2 separate regions of the Capra hircus genome follow, and region 2 is linked to region 1. Evidence: chromatin contacts called from public Hi-C data. All regions are on one chromosome and are shown on one strand. Each heading gives the region's core, a stretch centred on a gene start, on an enhancer-like site or on the middle of the called end of the contact. The rest is flanking DNA. Distances are from core to core; before and after follow the strand shown.

Evidence for each region. Hi-C and Micro-C count contacts between places; a contact is called where the count stands out from the background.
Region 2: a contact with region 1 is called in a Hi-C map of blood, with 4 times the contacts expected there. The contact joins the promoter of PAFAH2 here to the enhancer-like site in region 1. A contact is called at or near these places in 3 of 5 Hi-C or Micro-C datasets (blood and liver).

Annotation. Positions count from the first base shown.
Region 1 is chr2:8,760,632-8,767,187 of ARS1.2, reverse strand. No RefSeq gene overlaps it. Among named protein-coding and RNA genes, the nearest start is that of PAQR7, 26 kb to the right of the region's middle. Within about 2 kb of position 2,342, at least 1 of the 5 cell types and tissues checked has an H3K27ac peak or open chromatin away from gene starts, as enhancers often do.
Region 2 is chr2:8,862,209-8,868,764 of ARS1.2, reverse strand. It overlaps PAFAH2 (platelet-activating factor acetylhydrolase 2, cytoplasmic), which reads left to right and starts at 3,327. Exons shown (of 11, transcript XM_005676826.3): 1 at 3,327-3,458.

The DNA.
Region 1 (6,556 bases), core at 1,093-3,592:
GAAAGGAGGGGCTTGAGGGATGGGAAGAAAGCCCTTAAATCCACATTTAACAAATAGCTAGTATGTGCCCAACTTTGAGCTATGTGCTAGCAACGCAAAGATGAAATGGGGTCCCTGTGCATCTTGTGTTTATGCCTAAAGCGGGTGGAGGGTTGTGGAACGCCTTGATGAAAATATGGCCTCAGTCCCATGCTTGTACTCGTCCAAGTGTGTTTCAGTAGAGGGTGTAACCACAGGATTCGGTGGTCTGGGAAGCTTAATAGAGGAGAGAAGACTTGAGCCAGTCCTCTGAGAAATCAGATATGGACTTGATAACACTTCACTGACTGGGAGGTTTTTGCAGAAACTAATCGGCGATTTGTTATGTAAGTGAATTTTGAAACACTGGTCAATAACGTTCTGTTAACAAAGGACGTTAATATGTCTCTGGTGAGTAGGTTGTTAACATGTAGTTTATGAGGCCCTGCCATGGTTACTGGCTTACGGCAGGCTCTCAGAGATCCCCTCTCTATTCCCTTTATCCTGAGCAGTGGGGGCTTCAGAACACAGAACAGGAGTGTTCAGTGAACAAAGCCATCCTGAGGGAGAGAATGGAGGCGTGGGGCAGGGTGAATTGGAAAGGGAAGGTGATGGAGACCACACTGGGAGGCTGTGGAAGCGCCACGGGGGTGAGGTGATGAGCCTCTGAGCTGGATGGCGCCACTGGGCTCTGGAGACACCGCACCAAGGAACTGGGAGACTTTCTGCTGACGGTGGGCAGCAGGAGGAGAAATAAACCACTCCAGGGCTGGCTGGGGAGTGGTGTTGCCGGTCTGAGGCTACTGTAGGGTGAGCAGTTCCTTTTGGGCGTTGTGACGTTGTCTCCTCAGGTCCAAACGTGTGAGGTGGCTGCTGCTACAGGACAGAGAAGTAAACAGGTCTAGGAGGGCAAAGTAACGCCCACAGGTCTCAGCTGGTCAGGGTCTAACTGGGGCACTGAGTCCAGGCCCTTCCTGGGAAGGGGGCTGCTCTGGCATTTCGGCGTCCCCTCTGCCCCAGATTCAGCCAGTGCTGCCGCCCTCAAAAAGGCCATGAGTGACGATCTTCTGTTACTCTAAGGAAGAAAGACTTAGCCCCACCCGCCAGCCCTTTATAAAGGTGTTGCTTGCATCTGTGTTATCCTCCCCATGAAGAGTTTTGATTTCCAGTGATGTGTTAGCACTGCTTTGTCCTCCCAGATAACCGCTTGGCCACCTTACTGTTAGTTGGGTTTCTGAATCACTGTTGAAAGTGATTTGCTTGTGAACAAGAAGATAAGGCCAGGCTCCTTAGGAGCTTCTCGCTTTGAATGGGAGGTTGGGTTAGGTACCCTGGAAATCGCCTTCCACGTTCAAGCGTAATTCCAGGTCTTCTCTACCTGATTAGATCAGGGATCCTATCTTGGCCATTGAGGGTTCCTCCACTGAGCTGACCTTGAAGGCACCAGAAGCATTACTGGTACTTGAGTCTCTTGCCTTCGGCCTTCCTCCCTCTTTGCCCAGGTCAAGTAGAAGGGCCACAGTGTCCCAGTGGCTGAGGTCCCTGCCAGTGGAAGCTAGCATTCTGCGCTTTGGTGGCACAAGGAAGGCTTTCTGACTCGTTTTATACAGGCACCCAGATTTGTAATACTTAATTGTAGAATTTGATGAGCTCTGAGATGCGGCAGTCTCGGTGGGAGGGGCTCTGGCCAATGGTGGGAAAGGCCCGGGCTTCTCCCAGTGAGATCAAGGGCAGTACCTTCCTTGGGCACCAAATCCTACCACGGGCAAGTGCGGGAGATTACCCAGATGCCCATGGCTGCCACAGCAGAATGGAGAGCATACGGGGGACTGAGCCCTGGGGGTGCAGCGGTCCCTGGGCCCAGACTTCCAACCTGTGGCCTCACACCTATCGGGGGAGAAGCTTCTGGGATTGGTGAGGGGCTTGATGGGGTTCTCTGAGAAGCCTAGGCTCCCTCTTACGTGTTCTTTATAGCTCTCTCTACTTCGTGGCCGTGACTAATAATTATTTGCATGATCTCAGGGGATCCCCAAGACAACCCTATGACATTATCATGCCCATTTCACAGGTAGGAAAGGAGGCCACTGAGACAGATTAGGGTATTTGCCGGAAGTGACAGCTGACCAAGGGTGGAATCAGGAATCCAACCCCAACCTTGTGCTATACTGCAGCTCCTCATGTTTCACAATGAATTCATTATCGTGATTATTCGTTTCAACCATGTGTCTCCAGTTAGAAGGAAGCATTCCCCCAGAGCAGGAGCTGTGCCTGTCACGTCACTGGGTCTCCAGCACTGAGCCTGGCACGTGGTGGGAGCTTAATGTGTGCTGAATTACATGACTATGAGTGGGTGGTGACTCCTCTGGGCACCTGAGTTGTTCCTATCCTGTGTGGACCTGTGGGGAGTCAACCCGATTTTCTAGAAACAAAGGCTGGCTCTGTCCTGGCTTTGCAGACGGGCCTTGAAGGTGCCCAGTCCTTAACATCCTTCTCAGATTCAAGATTTGAGTGCACCAACTGCTGGCCTGCAGCCAGAGTCAGTCCACAGGCTTGTTGGCTTCATTCTGTGCTGTGCTTTAAATTTTTAAAAATTAGTTGACAATTAATTACAGTTGAAAATGTGATTTCAGACTTATCTTCAAAACTCAGAAAATCCTGCAACCCTGTCTGTGCTCTCAGTCCCACCCAGAGGCGATCAGCGCGCTCTGAGCAGCTGCTGCCCCCTTGAGGCGCACTTGCACACTACAGCCTCTGTGCCTCTGGCCCGCCCACTTACGTCCTTACGGATCGCAGGCCTCAGATACACATTCAGGCGAGTTTGCAGGGTTTTCTTTTGGCCACCGTGGCATATGGGAGCTTAGTTCCCCAACCAGGGATTGAACCTGTGCCCACGCATTGGAAGCACAGAATCTTAACCACTGGACAGCAGGGAAGTCCCTGCAGTTCTTGACATAAATGATAGCCATTTTATCAGTTCATCAGATTTTTAAGTCAAAAGTCCACCTGGTACAAAAGGATAGATAAAAGTGACACTCCCTTCTAACGTCCTCCAGGCTGGAGGTCCCTGTGTTCCTTCTTCAGACGTGCCGCAGCACTGTGATCATGGCCACCAAACCACTCGCTGGCACCTCTCACGGGCCAGACACCAACTGGGCATCAGAGTCACATGGCACTTTTTCAAAATGCAGAGACTCAGGACGCTCATCAGACCTTTGCAGGTAGACTTTCTAAAATTGGAGCCCAGGTGTCCAGATGTTTCAAAAACCCACAATGTTTTCTTTTGCTCCGCCAAGCAGACCCCTGTACTCTGACACAACACTCCAAACGCAGGTCCCACTCTGCAGTCCCCACAGCCTGGTGGAAATGTGCCCAGACTCCCAACCATCAAGGCAGCTGAGCTGCTCAGAGCTGTGCAGACTATACCCTGGACAGGAGCACCTAACCAAGACCTGAAATCTAGCCAAGCCCTCAAACCAAGGCCCACCCCACCCAGAGGAGTAGGCACCACTTTCAGATTTTCCATGTCAACCATTCAATGAGAATACATGCAGGGGGACTGTGCTACGATGCAGGGACACAGCTGGCGGCTCCTCGGTTCTGCTGTGAGCCCAGGATGACTTCCCGTAGCAGGTGGCGCTTGGGCCAAGTTTGCTATAGGGGTTAGAAGCAAAGAGGGCACAACTTCACTCCTCTCGTGCAGTTCCGCCCACTCCTCCCCCTACCTCACAATTCCCTATGCCCATCAGGGGCCACCAGCAGGCACACTTTATCTGTAATGCACATCAAGAAGACCCTGCGAGACAGACTAGGGTGGAAGGAGGGGTCCAGGCATAAGTCACATCAGTGGCCTGGGGCTGCTTGGGGTTGACTGGCTTGGTATCCAGAAGTTTCTGCTTGAGGAGCAGTGGGTTCAGAAATGTTGTTCCTTCTGGAATGTCTGAGAGACTGCAAAACCAGAGTCCACCTCTGAGCAGCCTGAATCAGTTCTATCAAAGAGCAGCCCTGGGATTGCTACCAGTCCATAAAACGTTACCTGTCTGCAATGAGATAAGAACAGAAATTGAAAGTAAGCATTTAGGAACTTCTATAACAGCCTTACAAGATCTGTTGAAGACTATCCAAGTTGAGGCCAGCATTTTTCTTTTTTTTTTTATTTCATCAAAAAATTTTTATTGTAAAATATACATAACATAAAATGTACCATAGTAATCATTTTAAGTGTACATTGCAGTGGCATTAAGAACATTTACTATGTTCTGTAACCATTACCACTATCGAGTATATTTAATTTTATAAAAAATTAAGTTCTTAAAACCTTTTTTGTTTAGTTGGAGAAGCCCTGATCTAAATCTTCACCTGTGGGCTCCCAACAGCCTTGAAGATCTGGGGGAAATTGAAGGGCTTAATTCATTGTTTAGTTTTGCTTCCCCAGACTGTTGAGATTTGCCCCAGAGAGTGATGGGGGCTGAGGCCCGGGCTCCCTGGGCTGGAGGTGTGGGGGGATGGGCACCACCCTGGAAGGGAGAGGAGGCAGCATTGTGCTGCCTGGCCAGGCCAGGATGAGGGACTCTCCCTGGGCATGGCTGCCCAGGGCTCTGGGGGCAGGAAGGCCAGATGAGAGCTGCAGGGTGTCTGCCAGGCCTTCCTCCTGACTCAGCTGGGGAAGGTGGTTGTTCAGAATTCTAAGAATGTCAGCTCCAGCTGGAAGGGCCCTCAGTGACCAGTGCCTACCCTCCTTATTTAGAGGAAGAGCTTGAGGCTGGAGAGAAAGGATTGCCCAAGGTTGCTGCCGCTGCTGCTGCTGCTAAGTTGCTTCAGTCATGTCCAACTCTGTGCCACCCCACAGATGGTAGCCCACCAGGCTCCCCGGTCCCTGGGATTCTCCAGGCAAGAACACTGGAGTGGGTTGCCATTTCCTTCTCCAATGCATGAAAGTGAAAAAGTGAAGTTGCTCAGTCGTGTCCGACTCCTCGTGACCATATGGACTGCAGCCTTCCGGGCTCCTCCATCCATGGGATTTTCCAGGCAAGAGTACTGGAGTGGGGTGCCATTGCCTTCTCCGTTGCCCAAGGTTACAGCCACTTAGTTTTGGTCCCAAATCCAGGCCTTTCAATTCCCAGGCAGAAGCGCGGTGCAGCTTTTTGGAATCACACAGATTGGAGCCCTGTCAGCTCTTCAGGGGCCGGGGGCTTCTGTGCCCTCACCTGTGAAATGAGGATAACCCTCACAGGACGGATGAGTATTGAGTCTGTGCTGGGTTAAGTGAAGTGCCTAGTGCAGGGCATGGGCAGGAACAAGTCAGTCCCCTGCCCCTCCCTGTCCCTTCTTGCCCAGTGACCCTCTTCTCAGTCTGCCATTTTCCCCCGCTGTGGCCGAGGGGACAGAGGAGGGCAGGCCCTCTCCCTCTGGACGGCGGAGAACAGGAAACATAAACCACTGCCCTGGCCCACCTGCGCGACTCCTCCCCAGCTTGCCATCCCTCCGTGCATGGCTCTTCTGCTGACTCTCTGGGCATCTTAGAGACATTTTTGTTCCTTCTGGGGCTCAGAACATTTGTAAAAGGAGAGTGTTGAACCAGAAGAACTCAAAAGTCGGTTTCGGGGAGTGGGTACTACAGTTTTGGGTGCTTTATATTTCTGTATCTTTTGTGGGAGAGTCAAATTCCCAGCGGCCCAGACTGGGCTGCCCCTGGTTTACAGCTACCTGCTTCTTTTGATTGTCATCTTTCTCTCTTTGTATTTTCTGACCCTTTCTGACTCTTTCCTATCTCTCTTTCCTCCTTTTGTGGTTAAGGAATTTTGAGCACGTACTATTTGCTCCACACTGTATAAGCGTTTTGCATATTCCATCTTACAGAATCCTTAATAATAAATATTATTCCATTTCCATGAGAGGAAACTGAGGTTCAGGGGCCTTCCAGTCACTGACCCCAGAGCTGGTTAGTGGCTGAGCCAGCAGGGGGCGCTCTCAACATTATTTCCCAGATGGTGAGGTCATCTTCTGGCCAGAATAGAGCAGGCTCCATATGGTGTCTGCCAGTGCTCATCTCCTCCCTCCGGTTTTCCCCAAACAGGCTCTCACTCCCACCTCAGAGACACTCTGCCTGGTAGGATCACTTGGGCAGTCAGTTCAGTTCAATTGCTCAGTTGTGTCCAACTCTTTGCAACCCCATGGACTGCAGCAGGCCAGGCCTCCTTGTCCATCAGCAACTCCTGTAGTTTACTCAAACTCATGTCCATTGAGTCGGTGATGCCATCCAACCATCTCATCCTCTGTCGTTCCCTTCTCCTCCTGCCTTCAATCTTTCCCAGCATCAGGGTCTTTTCCAGTGAGTCAGGTCTTCACAACAGGTGGCCAAAGTATTGCAGTTTCAGCTTCACCATCAGTCCTTCCAATGAATATTCAGGACTGATTTCCTTTAGGATAGACTGGTTGGATCTCCTTGCAGTCCAAGGGGCTCTCAAGAGTCTTCTCCGACACTACAGTTCAAAAGCATCAATTCTTTGGCGTTCAGCTTTCTTTATAGTCCAACTCTCAC
Region 2 (6,556 bases), core at 2,078-4,577, 100 kb before region 1:
AAAGAAATGGTAGGTATGGTTAGGCTCAGCTCTGATGCCAGGCCTTCAGAGGAGAATCCCTCCCTGATCATCCTATTGAGAATAGCTCACTCCTTTTATTCCCTATCAAAGCATCTTATTTCCTTTAGAACATTTAAGAGTGTGCAATCGGGCTTCCCTGGTCATCCAATGGTTAAGAATCCACCTTGCAATGAAGGTAGCACCAGTTCAATCCCTGGTCCAAGAAGATCCCATATGCTGCAGGGCCCCTAAGCCTATGCTCCACAACTACTGAGCCCTCAGACAGAAAACACTGAAGACTGAGAGCCTGGAGCTAGTGTTTCTCAACAAGAGAAGCCACCACAATGAAAAACCTGCACCCCATAACTGGGGAGTAGCCCCTGCTCACCACAACTAGAGAAAGCCCACACACAGCAGTCAAGATGCAGCACGGCCAAAAATAAATAAAATTTAAAGAGTATGCAATTACCTTGGTTATCTGTTTATTATCTGGCTCCTCTCAATAGAATGAGAGTACCATGTGGGTAGGGAATTAATCTCTCTATTTACTGCTGCCCTATTTCCAGCACTTAATTTTGTTACTACAGTAACAGTAATAGATCCTATTATTATGGCAACAATAATAGAGAAGGACAGTTACTGTTCTTGATCTTTATTAAGCATGTACACTCTACCTGTTTGTTGTTGTTCAGTCACTAAGTCATGTTGATCTTTATTAAACGTACACACTCTGCCTGTTAACAAGACGTTAAAAGAGGATTCATCCACACTCCAAATGGGTCCAGAGATGATAGAGACAAAAAGTGATGGCTCCCTTGAGGGGATGAGTGATTATAAACTGGGAAGGGACAGAGACCACATTTTGGGGGTATTGGAAATGTTCTACATATCAAACTGGGTGACGGTTATATCAAATTTTTTTTAAAGGTTGAGCTGTACAGTTAGTGCACTTCACACACTTTATTGTATGCATGTTATAGTTTGATTTCGAAAAGCGTTGTCCATCAACTTCAGCAGGTAGGGAGGAGAAGAGGAAACCCAAAACTGGTCACTCAGATGCCAACTTAAAGTAACTTAGGGACTTCCCTGGTGGTCCAGTGGTTAAGAGTACGAGCTCCCAATGCAGGGGGCCTGGGTTCAATCCCTGGTCAGGGAACTAGATCCCACATGCCTCAACTAAGAGTTTGCACGCTGCAACTAAATATGCCACAACCAAGGAATCAGCACGCTGCAATGAAGATCAAAGATCCCGAGTGCTGCAATTAAGACCTGGAACAGCCAAATAAACAAACAAATGTTTAAAAATGAATAAAGTAATTCAGCAACAAGGTAAAGGCTGGAATGGGATGGTAGTCAACCAGAAGAGATCCTTGGACAACTGGACGATGGGATCTATAGTGAAAGCCTGGGAAATTAACCACTTGTTAAAAACCGTTGCATTTGGGTTGTTATCTCCAAAAAGACTAGACTGGAAGGAAATGCATTTGAACTCAAGTATTTTATTTTGCAACAGGAGTTTGGGCCCAAAGAAGATCTTCCTAACATTGACAAAGGAGGCTGTGAGATTCCTCTTCCTGGGAAGTTTAAAACTTAGTTGGCCAGCAGATGTCCCCAGCATGGCCTAGTCTGGGAGTCGGAGACAGAGAAACCAACTGCAGTGGCCCCTCTCCTAACTAGGGACTCTGATTAGTCATGTGTTCTGTGCCAGCTGCAGAGCACTAATTAATTAGCCAAAGAGAACCATCTCTGATGTGCACTAAGGTTTTTATGTTCTGCCATCACCGCCACCAACCACAGCTTTAATTACTGTGGCTTGATTACCACAGTGTGGTGCTACAATCACTCTCCCCTGATGACTTTATTTTGGTTCCTGGAAGGATGGTGGTGGTGACGGTGTGTCAGGAGGAGAGGAGGGTCTAAAGAAGCCTGAAGCATGGAATCTGGACACTGGCAATTTGAGGGTATGTGGTTGGGAGGGAGGAGGGATCAGCTGTAGGACTCATCACCTGACCTCAAAAAACTCACAGTTTAATGGAGAGTTAAGACCTCCCACCGAGATGGCACAGGGCAGTGTGAGGTAAGGCCCCAAATGAGAGGTGCACACAAATATCCCAGCAACTGAGAGGGGGCAGAAGTTGTTTGGACTGGAGGGGAATCAGGGAGGCTTCGTGGAGAGGGAGGATCGAGAGGAATTGTCAAGGAAGAACGGGATTCGACAGACACAAAGCAGGGCAGAGTGTTTGGTGGAGAGAAGAGCGTGAATAAAAGTGTGGGGGGAACAATGAGAACCTACAACATCTTGAGACTGGGTGAACGTAGCTGGGGGCAAGGCAGAAGGGCAATTTCTGTCAGAAAAACAAAAATAAAAACCATGAGCAACACTTCAGAATAATTGGTGGTTTGGGGCAAGTTAGGGAGGACCTAGAATGTCAAGCTAAGAAGCTGGGACCTCATTCAGCAAGGAGTAGGAAGTCTTTAAAAGTTTTTAAGTTGCTTGGTTGATCCAATTTTCTTATGAAGTTTACCAGACTCCTGAGACTCCATTCCTCACACTCTGCTCCAGCCAGAGTGTTAAATATTCTTCGTACTCTGTATTCCTGGCCAAGTCCTATTCCTTCAGTTCTCAATTTTAACATTTCTCTAAGATCTCTACGAAGCCTTGAAGACACTGTCCTATTTCCCCCAAGCCTGGGCAGATTAGCCCTTTCAAGAAGGCTCCCATAACCCTTTGGGCTTTCCCCATTAGAGCAACTATCGCTGTGTAATTCTTCCTTTGTCGGGATCCTCCGCTGGGCTGTGAATTCTTCTGAGGTTAGCAACACAACTCGTTCACCAGGGTGTCTCTGAGAACCAGCACAGAGCCAGCAAAGTGAGGGTGGAGGGAGGAGGGGCTAGGGACAGAGGGACAGGGAGGAATCTCTCAGTTTTCTCTCAGTTCTTGGATAGGAGTTTCGGAAGGACAACTGAATTTATCACACGTGTCAACAGGTACAGGTTCGTAAAGGACACAAAATAAGCTCAGATCTCCTCAGCTCCCCTGTGAATAAAGCTAATCCCTGTCTATCTCCAGGCACACCCAGGAATTATTTGAGGAACGGTGCGGCGGAGGGTTACTAGCCGGGACTATAAACAGTAACCCTCCGCTCGGGCTTTGTCATCCTGGTGGCGGCTCTTCGACCACCAGGGGGAGGAATCGTACTTCATCCCGAACTTCGGCAGGTTTCCCACAACGAAGAGGGGCCGTGTAGAACTCTGGGAATTGTAGTCTTGGGATCTTATGGGCACTCTTCGCGATGCACCTCGGGAATTATAGTTCTGGACAGAGGCGGGACATGCTTTTAAGTGCTAATGTCGCGTTCTGGAAACTACAATTACCAAGGGGCCACCAGCTCCTGGACAGTTTCTTGTTTCCGTCGAGTTGACCGTCTGGGCTGCTTCTGAGGGATCAACGTGATTCGGTAAGTCTGGAGAAAGCCTCTGTTCTGAACTGAGGTGTCTGCGGATTTTGTCACATTCCAGCCCTGTTTGGGGGCGCCTCGTCTCAATCCCAGGAGCTCCCCATTGTCTTTCACCTTTTCTGTTTCCTGTTGAGACACCTCCAGTATCCACCCGCACCCTTTACTCTCCGGCTGTCATCTTGCATTGTCACTCCTGGCGCCCCCGAAGCCCCACCGTGAGCTCTCGGCACACCCCCTCTGAAACCTGGGCTTCTTTATGTTCCGCACCTTCTATGTGCTTCACTCTTAGCCTCACTTTCCTGGTTTTCATGCTGATGGAACAAGGGTCACCATTCCTTCTTCCCAACCCACGGAGTTGCTCAGAACTGGAGTTCAGCAGAGTTGGGTTTTATTATTGCAGCTCTGCAACTCCTTTGCTGTGTGACCTTGGGCAGATCACACCCCCTCTCTGGGACTCACTCTCTTCATCTACGAAGGGGAGATGACAGTTGCTCTCCGTCTTAGCTTGAGGCTATGTTCTGGAGCCAATAAGCTAATATGTGTGAAAGTACTTTGTAAACTGTAAAGCCTCCACAAGCGAGAGAGATTATTTTTACTGTAATTATTAATGCTCTGAAATACTCTCATCTTGGCTCCTTTTATAGCGCTGCCCCTCTGTTGCTCAAACCTGCCCCTTGAGTGCCTGGTGTCTCCATCCTCTAAGAACAGGATATTTCCTCACTTCCCCAGAGATCACAGACTAATGAGAGCTTTGTCTGAAAGGAAGCCCCAGAGAAGTGCTTATCTTGGACTATGTCCTGAAATAGCCAGGGATGAAAAGTCCACACAGCTGGCAGAAGGGTGGTCCCTGCTCACTGAAATCAGGGCCCGAGCAGGAGATGGACAGCTGCAATGTAAGCCCTCTCTGTTCCCTTTGGGATCTTCTGGGCCTATATAAGGGCTTCCCTGGTGGCTCAGACGATAAAGAATCTGCCTGCAATGCAGGAGACCTGGGACTGATTTTGAAATAGGTGTCTCAGACCTGATAAGACTGAAAGGAAAGAAACCATTTTGTCAAAGGATTTAATCCAGAAAACCACAAATCCCGCCCCCCCCCACCCCCGCAAAAGAAAAAAGCTTGGCTGCTGCTGCTAAGTCGCTTCAGTCCTATCCGACTCTGTCTGACCCCATAGACGGCAGCCCACCAGACTTCCCCACCCATGGGATTCTCCAGGCAAGAATACTGGAGTGGGTTGCCATTTCCTTCTCCAATGCATGAAAGTGAAAAGTGAAAGTGAAGTCGCTCAGTTGTATCTGACTCTTAGCGACCCCATGGACTGCAGCCTACCAGGCTCCTCTGCCCATGGGATTTTCCAGTAAGAGTACTGGAGTGGGGTGCCATTGCCTTCTCCGAAAAGCTTGGCTGGGTATAAAGAAAAAGAGACATAAAATTGTTAATTAATTCCTAACATTTTTATGAGCACTTAAAATGCCCCAGACCCTAGGCAATATTGCTTTTGTTACTAAATTTCACTTATGAAGTGTCCTCATTTTACTCACAAGGAACTTAGGCTAAGAGATCATGTAGCTAGTTATGGTTATTGTGCCTTCTATATGTTAGGTGTTTCATATACTTTCATTTAATCCTCATCAGCAATTTCATGAGTGACTGTTATTTCTATCATGTGGAAAAATTATCAGAGGCTTAGAATTGAAGGAACTTGCTCAAGGTTAAACAGCCAGTTAAATGGTGGAGGTGGAATTCAGACTGTCACCAAAGCCTTTCTTTTCCCACTATACCATGTAGTCTAATTTTTAGATCAAAAAGACATTGATTAAAGAATTGAGAGGGTTTAAATCAAAGCCAAATAAAGGAAGCATTTATGGGGTCCCTCTGTGTGGGGAAAGCATGAGGATAGATGGTTTATCCTCCAAAGAAATGTAAAACACATTCTACCTCTGTAGCATATCTGAAGAGATAAGGCGTAAGTGTGTGAAAAATTAAATAGCATTCATTGGATCAATTGGTTACTGAGACCAGTTCTATGCAAACCACTACATTAAGCCAGGAACTGGCAGGAACATGCTTCTAGGTGGCCATGGGGATTAAACCACGTGATATCATAATCATTATCTTTTCATTAATATGAAAATGGTGGGCTAGAATACCATATCCACTCAGTAAATGTTTATTGTATGCCCATGTCTGAAAAAAAGAGAAATCCTGGGTACCATCTGGACCAGAGGTTCTCGAACCTTGGGGGTCAGAAAGCTTGGGAAGCTTTATAAACTAATTGATCTCTGGCAATGGGGCTCTAAAAGCTTTGTTTTTGAAAAGTTTTCCAGGTGATTGTGAAATAATAGATTCAGGAACCTCTGATCTAGATTCTACTTGGACCACTTCTTGGAGGCAAGTCACTGATTGAAAACTGCTAGTTGTTGTTGAGCGCTGAGTCGTGTCTGACTCTGTGCAACCCCATGGACTGAAACATGCCGGGCGTCCCTGTCCTTCACTATTTCCTGGAGTTTGCACAAACTCGTGTCCATTGAGTTGGTGATGCCATCCAACCATCTCATCCTCTGTCACCCCCTTCTCCTCCTGCCCTCAAATCTTTCCCAGCATCAGAGTCTTTTCCAATGAATCAGCTTTTTACATCAGGTGGCCAAAGTATTGGAGCTTCAGCATCAGTCCTTCCAATGGATATTCATGGTGGATTTCCTTTAGGATTGACTAGTTTGATCTCCTTGCAGTCCAAGGGACTCTCAAGAGTCTTCTCCAGCTCCACAATTTGAAAGCATCAATTCTTTGGTGCTTAGCCTTTTTTATGATCCAACTCGTACATCCGTACATGACTACCAGGAAAACCATAGCTTTGACTATATGGACCTTTGTTGGCAAAGTGATGCCTTTGCTTTTTAATACACTATCTAGGTTTGTCATAGCTTTCTTCTGATGAGTAAGTGTCTTTTAATTCCATGACTGCAGTCACCATCTGAAGTGATTTTGGAGCCCAAGAAAATAAAATTGGTCACTGTTTCCACTGCTAGAGTAGGTACTAATTCAAGAGCCATCCTGAGGCAGCCTGTGATTGGTTATCAGGTGAGTGATGCATACATAC